2 separate regions of the Hordeum vulgare genome follow, and region 2 is linked to region 1. The links are chromatin contacts, called in public HiChIP or PLAC-seq maps. All regions are on one chromosome and are shown on one strand. Each heading gives the region's core, a stretch centred on a gene start, on an enhancer-like site or on the middle of the called end of the contact. The rest is flanking DNA. Distances are from core to core; before and after follow the strand shown. Region 1 holds the start of LOC123441666. Region 2 holds the start of LOC123412593.

What was found. HiChIP or PLAC-seq counts read pairs in DNA pulled down with a chosen protein or histone mark.
Region 2: an H3K4me3 HiChIP or PLAC-seq map of embryo shows a contact between it and region 1, with 3 times the contacts expected there. The contact joins the promoter of LOC123412593 here to the promoter of LOC123441666 in region 1. A contact is called at or near these places in 1 of 6 Hi-C or Micro-C datasets (leaf) and 1 of 1 datasets of contacts at active chromatin or transcription factors (embryo).

The regions. Positions count from the first base shown.
Region 1 is chr1H:417,630,374-417,635,942 of MorexV3_pseudomolecules_assembly, reverse strand. It overlaps LOC123441666, which reads right to left and starts at 3,382. Exons shown (of 1, transcript XM_045117979.1): 1 at 833-3,382. The coding sequence starts at 3,101. The coding sequence ends at 1,005.
Region 2 is chr1H:417,792,992-417,798,665 of MorexV3_pseudomolecules_assembly, reverse strand. It overlaps LOC123412593, which reads right to left and starts at 2,780. Exons shown (of 4, transcript XM_045105547.1): 1 at 1,923-2,780; 2 at 1,779-1,844; 3 at 1-1,688. The coding sequence starts at 482. LOC123412583 reads right to left here and starts at 4,831. Exons shown (of 1, transcript XM_045105536.1): 1 at 3,393-4,831. The coding sequence starts at 4,802. The coding sequence ends at 3,615.

The DNA.
Region 1 (5,569 bases), core at 2,133-4,632:
AGGTAAAGCGAACGTAAAGTGTGCGTATAGTTGTATCGGTGGACGATAAAACTTGAATGAATATTTGTCCTACCTTTAGCTCCTCGTTGGGTTCGACACTCTTACTTATCAAGAAAAGGCTACAATTGATCCCCTGCAGATGGGTCCCACTAAATCAAACTTGGCCGTGCTACTGTTCGTGGCTGTCGTGAAACAGAATAGCTCCGACACGCTGCATCAGGATTGTGCAAGTCGACGCTCGCCAACGTCCGAGGCCTCGCGGCGGAGGTTTCTCATGGACGTGATCTTCGAACTAGTTGGTGCGCGGCCCGGATAGTACGGTTCCCGTCGTCAGCGCATCCAACGTACATGTCGCTGCTCCTGCTGCGGATCCACTACCTCCACCCGATCAGCGTTGCGGGACACGGCCGTGCGGATCGTAGCAGCATGGTTGGTGAGCTACGTGCTGCCACTAGAGTCGGGTGTGGTGCAGTGCATGATAGATGCGGACGCGCGAACGTGAAGCATGGGTGGCGCTAAGCCCAGCTGGTCGTGCTCGCCTGGGCGTTCTGGCTGGAGCGACAATCCTTCCATCACCATCGTCGTTCATGTGCTATACATCGTTTTCGTCTGGTTCCTTCGCATGGGTAGTGCAAACGGCGTCACGGTACCCGACGAAGCTGGAAAAGAGATCCTATGGGGTCAGCTCTATGGTGAAGGTGTCATTTTCTAAAAATTGTGGCAATTAGATTAAAAATTGGTGAGAGTAATCCTAGTCTTTCGATGCCACGTCACCGAATCCACTCCTAAAAACGCCGAAGGTTTATTTAGACCGGGATCAGAGAGGTCAGGGTACCAACTTCCAGAATTTAAAGATGAAGGTTCATTTACGTCCACCTTTACAACCTTAGAGTTTAAATCAGACTTTACTCATCAAAAGTTAAAACCACTATTATTATGGAACGGAGGGAGGCAGTAGATCATAATTTAACAGAAGAACTGGGAGCTGGGCGGCGAGGCAACTGCTAGTTCTGTACGATGAGCTTGGCCCTGGCATGGCCGGCCTCGACCCTGTACTGGTCACCAATGCCGAAGTGCGCCATAAGCAGCCACAGGACGGTCAGCAGCTCCCCGCCCTGGCTCAGCTGCTTGGCGTGGAAGTTCCCCCTGCACTTGCCCGCCGCGTAGCACATCATCTCCACCCACACCCCGGCCACCAGCCTCCACCGCTTCCTAATCTCCATCCCCCGCAACTGCTCCGCTAGCCGGCACGCGTCGAACAACACCGACTTGCTCCGGTCCCCCTTCACCTTCCGCGGTTCGATATCCGCCTTCACTGCCGCCAGCGCGCTAGCGCCCTGCCGCTCCTCCGCGCGTGCCTCGCCTCCCCGCAGCCGCAGGAAGAAGTTCTTGGCCTCCGCGCAGGTGTCGCCGAACCGGATCTGCCCAATGCTCGCCGTCAGCATGAACGGCCGCATCACCAGCAGGAACAGCATGTAATTTGCTATTTCCCTGCTCGCCGCTGGCAACATGGATCCGCTGTTTATGTCGCCCTCTTCTGCGGTCCCGCCGCCGCCGGAGGGGGCAAAATCCGAGTTATCCTCGTCGTAGAAGCAGATGTCAGTCGCGATGTGCCAGAGGATGATGCTCTCGTCGAACTCGACCTCATCGACGCTCCAGCCGAGCTCCTGGTAGCACCCCTTGCGCTGCAGAATCCACTGCCCGCGGTGATCCCCGAACCGCCGGTAGCTCATTGGATCTACCGTGCTGTTCGCCTTGTCCTTGATCTGCTTGAAGATAAGCTGCTTGAGCACCAGGGACACGCGGATGTGCTTCGTGTACCATAAGCTGTCCCACGCTGTCTTCACGCGGATGTTGTAATCCCACTCGAGCCTCTCGAGCACTCTCGTCAACCATGTGGACTTGTCCTTGAGGCAGTAGCTCACGAGATTGTACTGGGCCATCTGGTTCGACCACCGTGGCCTCGCCTCGGGCATGAAGTACTTGACGGCCTGGAAAACCACTCTCCTCGCCGCCGGGAGGCATTTGCGTAACTTACACAGGTCAGCGTAGCTCCAGGAGGAGATGGCCATCAGGACAATGCCGTAAATCTCCAAGAAAATGGCACCAACAAGGAGGACGTATGTGACGGCAACGTCGGCCTCCTTGTAGCGTCCCTTGCCGGCCTTGGAGAAGACGAGGAGCGACAGGATGGGCGCGGCCAGGGTGAAAGCGCGGAGGTAGCGGCCGGAGGGGCAGTGTATGACGGGCGACTTAGAGTGGAGCGACTCATACATGAGCTGAAGCTCGATCTCGACGACCTTGTAGGCCTGGTCGCGCTTCAGGCGGCGGAAGAAGGCGAGGCTGTCGGTGCGGTCCTGGAAGCTGAGGATGAGGTCGACGAAAAGGCGGCGGAAGGTGTGGAAGAACATGTGTGCCTTGATGACAAGCTCCTCGTACTCCATCGGCTCCTCCGGGACGTGGACGTCGTCTACGGGCAGCCGCTCGGGGACGATGACGATCTCGGCGCGCAAGCCGGCATCCTTGCTGGAGTGGTACTCCTCCATGAACTTCGCGTAGTTGGGTCCTGGGTCTGGGCGTGTGAGCATGGAGCTGCGGAGGCTGCTCATGCTGGCCGATTTGAGCGCCCAGGTGCGCTGGGCATACTTGAGGACGCCAGAGACGAACATGACGACGGCCGGAGCAACGAGGCCCGCGGCGGAGGGGCGGGACTTCCAGTAGACGTACAGAGCGAGGCCGACCTGGGTGACGAGGCTGAGGAGGTGGCGGAGCCAGAGCTCGTTGTCCTCGATGGCGAAGGCGGTGATGGTGTCCTGGCCGCCGAGGTGGAGGATGAGGAAGGGCGCCCACATAACGAGGAGGTGCAAGTCGGTGTCCCCGTCGGCGTGGCATAGCTTCTGGCTCCGAGATAGGGAACCCAGCGCGTAGATGGCAATGGAATCGGCGAGGAGGTAGGCGAGCCAGAGCAAGAAGTGCAACCAGGACGCGACGTTGCGCTTGCGGAGTCCGCCGGTGAAGAGGAGGAACACCTGCAGGGAGAGGCTGCCGAGGAGTAGCACACGGATCTCCCACTCTCCCCACAGACTCCAAAGGCTCGTCATCGATCGGCACTTCGGCAGAGGGCCAGCGGTGGTGACCGCGGCAGCTGGCCGGTCGAGAGGAAGATGCGTCGAGCTTGACTCGGCAGCAAATCACCGTTGACTCGTAAGGAATATGCCTTCACAGCACCCACAGTCGCTCTCTTCTCGCCTGTCGCCTCTATAGGCCTTCCACCGTGTTACCGGTTTCTTTTTTCTTTTTTTTAAACACGGTCCTTAGTTACCGATCTCATTAAAAAAGTCGAAGAGAGTTGCCCGGTTAATAATTGGAAAACCGGGCTAAAATCGTCACAATTCGTCCGCCACAAACAGGACACACATGGCGACCTGGCAACCTTCACAAGAACGCACACACACCGCCTAGGGAAAGAGCTCCGTCGAGGTTGTAATTCGGCGTCATCGTCATCACGCCTCCACGAGGGCGACTCCGACTTCACCATCGACGACCACCGATGTAGCCTCCACCGCAGACAAGCGTAGAAACCTGCGTCGGACAACGTCAAACAGTCCACCACACGCGCCGACGACCAGATAGCTTCGACTCAACCGACGAGCATTGAAGGAAGAAAAGCACTGGACCTGCGCTGAGCCAGCGCCGGAACCGACCACCCGTGTTCACGTCATCGTCGCCGCAAGGATCCCCCTCAAACAGCTCCGACTTCAGAAGACAAGAGAGGCACGGCAACCCCTCGAACACGCCGGACGAGACCGACTACCCGAACCCAACAGCAAATTCTCCTCCGGTTGAAGGGGCCATCGTTGCCACACAAGAAGCCGCGCAGATCTTCCACGTTGCCGGACGAGCCCCAGCTGACCGCAATGTTGCGAGCATCTAGCCCCTGGAGAGTGCAATCAAAATCCAAAGCTCTTCAAGACGACACCCCCAAAGAAAGCGACGATGGCGCCGCCGTCGTCCGGCCCAACCGGGACTAAGGTTTTCACCTGAAGAACTGGATCCGAGGGTTTGTAGGAAGAGAACTCCTCAACAGTGCCTCCAAGAAGGTGAGACGACATCCACAGACGCCGACACCGTCGTCCGACAAGCTCTTGCCCGACAAGCTTTCGCCCGGAGCACCTCCCAACACCACAACCCCACGCACAACACCTCCGCTAGCACGCACGCCTCCCACCAAGCCATCACGCCATGACCACGGGTGGGAGTACCGCCACCAGCCGACCGCCGGGCACCATTCCTCACCACCAGCCACCGCCACCACACGCCCGCGGGCAGGAACAAAGGCATCCTCCGTCCAGCCCCCGCACAACGTGGGCAAGGCGAAGCCAGACGGCCAGGCAGAGCGCCCGCCCAACCAGCCCGTGCGCCAGAGCCAGGACGCGCTCCTCGCAATCACCGGCCCGAGATTCAGGCCAGAGCCCCCACCACGAGCACGCCAGCCACCCACCACTCAGGCCTCGACGCGCCCGTCGAGCCGAGCTGCCACCACCGCCCACACGCCGCGTCACGCCGCTGCACCCGCGCCCGCGACGCGCCGCCTCCCAGATCCGACGTCCCGCGCCGCCACGCCTGAGCAGGAGGGAGAGGGAGGCCTGCCGCCGCCTAGGCTGACCGGGCTTTGCCCGTCAGCACGCAGGGGCGGGGGCGAGGGGATGAGGGAGGAGGGAGGTGGGGTTGCCCGGCGCTGGGCTGGGGCTCTCCCCGGCCGCCTACGGAGGCAACGCGAAGAGAGAGGGGGGGAAATCGGCCGCAAGTCCCCGTGTTACCGGTTTCATATTGATCGAAAAGGTATCATTAAAATAAGATAAAATAAAGGCAAGTTTTAGTTATCTAAACACTCTTATATTAGTTTATAGAAAGAGTATCAAAGATAATAAGAGTAACTTCAACTTGACGATCCATTTCGTCTGTTGAATTCACGCGAACAGAAATGATGGTCCAATGCGCCAGTCCAAATGGACATGCGTCCGCTTTTCGTTCTCGTGCCGACCCATTCCCGACCCAATTTTGAGCTGGATTTGGATCGACGCGGACACAAAACGGACATGGACGACGCGCGTTTTCTCCATCCCTGGCCCGCCAGTCGGTGGCACATTGCTCGTCCTCCACCCCTACCGACAGTGCCGACAGCTAGCCCCAGTCTCCCTCCCAACCCCGTCGCCGGCGCCGCCCAGTTCCGGCGCCTCCTCCCGTACCTCCCCAGCGCATACCCACGCCGCCGGCTGCATTGCCGCCCGGGCCACAGCAGGTTCCCCGACCCCAATCCGTCGTCCTCGGTCAGCTTCGTCGTCCACGCATGCAAGCTCATCGACAGTTTGCTTCAAGGTACAAAATGGACTCCGTCGACGAGTTCTTTTTCCATAATGTTGTGTGCGACTCCGACGATTCCTCGTCCCACGATGAGGGGATGCTGCTTGCCGTGTTGGTCCATGACCACCTTAATAGGCAGCGGTCGTTGTTTCGAGGCTCGATTTTAGGGCATGTTCCGGCGTTGAATCGCAACCGAGATAGCGAC
Region 2 (5,674 bases), core at 1,531-4,030, 160 kb before region 1:
GGCAGCCCTTTTCGAACCATCATTCCATAACTATATGATATCGTTTCATCTAAATTACTTGGTTCATATATAACATCATACCTCAACTTGTGATTATTCTTCCATGTGACAATATAAGTAGACCGCTGAACTCCCACAAGCGTCTCAAATATCTCCAATTCTGCCAACTTCAAAAGATCTTTTTGCAGAATATAAAAATTAGCTGGAGTGAAAACAAGGGCATCATGATCCTCAATAGCCTTATATGCAGTAATTGATGGTGGAAGTGACTGATTAGCAGTGCAATCATCTTCCGCCTCGTTCTCACGTAGGCGATCTATACAATTCTCATAATGTACTACCAGATCAACAATAGTCATACCATAGTCCAAATGGAGATGAAGGGAGGAGTTCAGACTTTCGCTTCTCTGATTGCTACGCATACCAAGAAAGAATCCATCTGAAAGATATGACGCTGTCCATAGTGTCTTCTTTCTGTACATCCTGTTAAGCCACTGTTCAGTTTTAGGTGTCTGTCACCTAACAATGAAAGCATTCCATCTCTTCTCAAAGTTGGCTCGCGAGGTCGCATAATAAATCAGTGATTTGAACTCCATAAATGATTTGTGATAAAGGTGCCTCTGCATATTTTTCTCCACATGCCATGAACAAAGACGATGGAAAATATCTGAAAGAACAGTACGAATAGCTCGAATCATTGAAGCGTCTCCATCTGTGATTACTGATTTCGGTTTTACCTGACAATTTGCTTTCAGAAAGGTCTCGAGCAGCCACACATAGGTTCCTTCGGTCTCGTCGGACACAATGGCGCAAGCAAACACGGTGGTGCAACGATGATTATTAACACCGACGAATGGGATGAACGGCATACCGTATCTGTTCATCTTATACGTGCTATCAAACACAACCACGTCTCCATAATCCTGATAGTCTCGCCTAGACTGTGCGTCACACCATAACATGCTCTTCAATCTCCCCTCTTTATCCAGCATATACTCAAAAAAGAAGTCTGAATCTTTCTCCTTTCTACTCCTCATTATACCAATCGCCGTGTCAGCATCACCTTTAGCAAGGAGCTTCCTTTTCTCTCTGCAACATAGGTTGTACACATCACGCCTCACAAGTCCGGATTTATCATACGAACCGTATCTGCTGATAAAGTTATCAACTATGATGTGCTTTCGGATCCCCTTCCCTGATAGTGCTAAAATCTCCGCCTACTGGAAATCATCTATCCGTCTATGTGATCACAAAAATGGCACCTCATCGGGTCAAGCGAGGTCATGGTTGTGCTCATCAAAAAATGCCGCGACGAACCAAACTCCACGGGCTTTATCTAGTTTCACCACCAAGTGCGCACCGCAATCGCAACGAGTCTCCCCCATTAACCTGCGGGTGCGCCATCCATGATTATGAATTTCCTCCGTCGTCTTCCTGCTCTGAAGCAAACAAACCGTCTGAACCTTATAATTCCTGCAGGACCTTTTCCTCGTTTCACCTTCTCTTTCATGATGTCGAACCCACGCTCTTTTGCGTGATTGTTGTAGAACCATGTACGCATCCCCTTGGGATTTAAATGTCATTTCCATAACCTTACAATGCGTATCCAACATCTTTTCCAGCTTCTCAGTCTCCGCAATGTCAATCTCTACTTCACCGTCATCATCGATACAATCATTTATGTCCTTCTGAAAAAATACATAAAAAACCATGAGAGTTATGCTCTATCATAATCTAGTTCACACTACTGGCTACCGTACAAAAATGATTTAACATACCTGATTTACATTATCGTAGAAAAAGTCATCCTTATTATTTTTCGCATTCTCAACATCCACATCTTCCTGTACAATAAATACACATATGAAATAAATATTGTATTGTATTTTACAAACTTAAAAATCTAAATATATATCACTTACGTTTTCACTGCATGTATCATCTTCATTATTTTGAAAATCCTCCGAAGGTAAATTATCATATGAAGACCATGATTCATTGACGCTATTATAATCATGATCATTAATAGAACTGTTACCAGTTGCATCACCGGTATCTATATCATACTCATCCTTTGAATAACCAGTTTACTCCTCCATTCAAACACGTCAAGCACTATACATCAGCAAAGATATAAAAAAATTACAATTAAATTTTTGTATAAGACTCGGTTTTATTTCAACAGCTTAGGTCGCAAACCTACGATGACTCCGGCGGCAGGGGATGATCCTTGACGGGGCGGCGGCTTGGTGATCGGGAACGAGGTGGCGGAGTGGCGGTCGGGAACGGGGTGACGTCGTCGGTGGCGATTGCCAGGTGTTCGACAACGGTGAACGTGGACGGGTCGACGGCAGAGTGGTTGCCGGGAACGGGGCGGCGTCATAGGCGGCGATGTGTAGATGGGTGGTACTGGCGAACGCGTGGACGGGCCGGCGGCGGGGTGATCCGCGACGACGTGGTGGTCCGGAACGGGGCGGTGTTGTCGTCGGCGATGTGGAGAAGGGTGCGGCGGGGGCTGATCGTCATGGGCGTCGACGGCGACAAGGTCAACCGTGGGCGACGTGAATTAGGTCAAGCGACGGGCTGGCCCAGCATGAACGACGAGTCAACCGGGATCAGGGGCGTGGGGTGCGACGTGACGAGGCGACGGTTTTCCATCCCGGGGGCGTGGGGTGCGACGTGACGAGGCGACGGTTTTCCACGTCAGTGGTGCCGACGTGGCGACGTACGTATATACTGTACGCGAATAAGTTTGAAGGAAATGACCTTCCTATCCTTCTACTTTTTTTGGGGGGGGGGGGGGGGGGGGGAGGGGGGGTACCGAAGCCGGGCTCTCTCTAGAATAGACCTTGCCATAAGTATGGGGTCTCTCTAGGATATACCTTACCATATGTAATACCCCCTCTGTATCGAAATATAAGCCATTTTTTGACACTACAGTTGTCTCTCTAGGATAGACCTTACCATGAGGTCTTATATTTTGATACAGAGGGAGTATTACTTATCGTGAACATGTCGATATTTTAGCCCAAATAGCAAGTTCATGATCCGACCCACATAATCCATTTTGTACATCATCATTACAGGGTTGAACTTGCAAATGGCCTTTAGACCTACACACACATCTGTTGGCACACATCAGCACCACATCTAGAGAGAGGAAATCACAAATGCAAGTTCTCTACTCAAGATAACACGACAACATTATTTATTTGAAAGAACCAGAGACTTCAAATCAGTAGTGGAAAGGGTAAGATGTAAAGATCAACACAGGGTACGTTCCATTGTGATGTTTGTCGTGCATAGAGTTATCGGAGTAATCAATCTAAAAAAGCATAAACGGATAAAAGAACTGGCTCAACAAACTAGATCAACTGATCAAGAAAATCTGATAACAAGAAACCAGCTACTGTGTTTCTAGATTTTAATGGGCCGCAGGACGCAAAATGACAGTTGTTCAACTACAAATGCAGTTGATACTCATAACATGGGCTACAAATAGGGCAAAATTGTCCTATGAAGCACTGTTAAAATCATGGATCATGACTTGATCTTTAACATTGGTACTAGAAACATAAGCCTAATCCAGAATTATATCATTCTAGAAGACCAGCCTACTTGAATCCTTCAAATTTGATCTTACCCTCATATGCCTTAACAACATCTGGCACATACTCAGCATGCCTCAACACATACCTGACCTTGAAATTCCTGGAGCTGCCAAGCAATGCCTGAAGCAATTTGATATCTCTCCCAATTCTCCCCTCCCTCATCAACACACTCAGCACGGCGCACCTCGGCAGGATGCACTTCTCCAAGCTATAACCTAGAACTACAGGCCGCGCAATTACATCACTTATTCCAAGCTTCAGCTCGTCCAGCAGGAATCGGACCTTCTTTTGTATGCTCTCATCGGTGAAAAGGAAAATGGTGGGCTGCGTCTTGAAAGCCTGCAGCACCTCACCCTCTGACAGCCCGAAGCTCTGGAAAAATGCCATTTTCCGCAGCCATGAGTCCCTCTTAACAGCGGACATCGCACGGAAGCAGTAGAGGAAGCGCGGGTCCAAGGTGGACATGCCCATCGCCTTGAGTTCATCGAATATTTCGCTGATGCGATCTGGTGACGACAGGAGCACGCCCAACCGGATGACGAGCAGCTTCGAAATGCTGGCCTCTGTGAGGCCGCCGCGGCGGAGAGCTTCCACGGCGGGGCGCATGTTGTTGTCGAGGTCCCCAGCGAGGGCGCGGGGGACGCGGTGGAAAGCGAGGCGGAGGTCGTCGTCGCTGCCGATGATCCCGCGGAGGAACTGGATGGCGGGGACGAGGTGCTTGTCGAGGCTGCGTGCGAGGAGCAAAGGCTCAGTTGCGAGCTTGTGGGTCTCGAAGCCTAGGGAGGCGAAAAAGTCGAGCTTGGGGCGGAGGATCTGTTCGGGGTCAAGGACGAGAAGCACCGAGGCGCTGCGCAACGCCCGGACGATGTCAGCGTCGGCGAAGCCATAGTGCCTGAGGAGGGCGCGCACAGCGTCGGCCTTGTCGGTGGAGCGGATGCGGAGGTGTTGAGAGGTGGTGACCGCGCCAGCGGCGGCGGGGGAGAGGCCGCACGAGATGAGGTAGGAAATGGTGTCGCGGCAGGGCTCCGAGTTGGGGACTTTGCTGACGGCGGGCGAGGTGTAGCTGCGGGCTAGAGGGATGGTGCCAGGGATGAGCTCGAGGGGGTTTGTGCCGCCGCCGCCGCCGCCGCCGCCAGGGATTTGATGGATTCGGAAGAGGAGGAGCCGCTGCCGGCAGATGGAGGTGAACATGATGGATGGGGCGGACTAGTGTGGGAGGGGCCCGGATGCTTCAAAAAAAAATTCTTATTTTGGCGAACTCAGTTAGGCCTGATACAGTACTATACAATATGGTAAATGCTTCCGCACAGCGCGCCGGCCGTCGTTCGGCCGGTCGCTGCGCGACAGCTATGCAACATTTTTTTTATTAGCTGCAACCATGTTTAATTTTGCTTCAGGCCCTGTTTGAAACCACAATAGATTATCATAATCTGAATTATGAAGATAGATTATATAATATGGTTTATAAAAATAATCTAGGTGAGCATGTTTGAAGGCCAGATTATATAAACTGTAATCCAGGTTTTATATCGTACAATGACATATCTGCCCTTTGTTTTTTAACTGCAAAGGTAATAATCTAGTTGGACATGTTTGGAGGACGGTGACGGTGACAGTAGGTAATTATCTCCAAGTTTCAAAGGGTAATGGGTCATTAGTAATCCATAATCTGATTTTAGCTGGGGTAGAGTAGATTATGAATTTTTAATAATCTGGCCATCTAGTTTTTATAAACTGCAATATAATCTGTCATGTTTCGAGACATAATAGATTATAAAAACTGGATTATATAATTTGAGTGGTTCCAAACAGGGCCTCAAATGTTTGTTATTTTATTATATTTTGTCATTTAAAAAGTTGCATCTATGGTTGGTTGCAACTCGAGTTCGTTGAATTTTTGCTACAACCGACGTTTGACTTTTGTTACAACTGCGTTAATTTTTGCTACAACCGGCATCATTTTTTTTCTGTAACTGTTCATTAAAAAAGTTGCATACACGTTCACGTAGATATTTGCTACAACCGGCGTTTGACTTTTGCTATCACGCATCATCAGTTTCGTT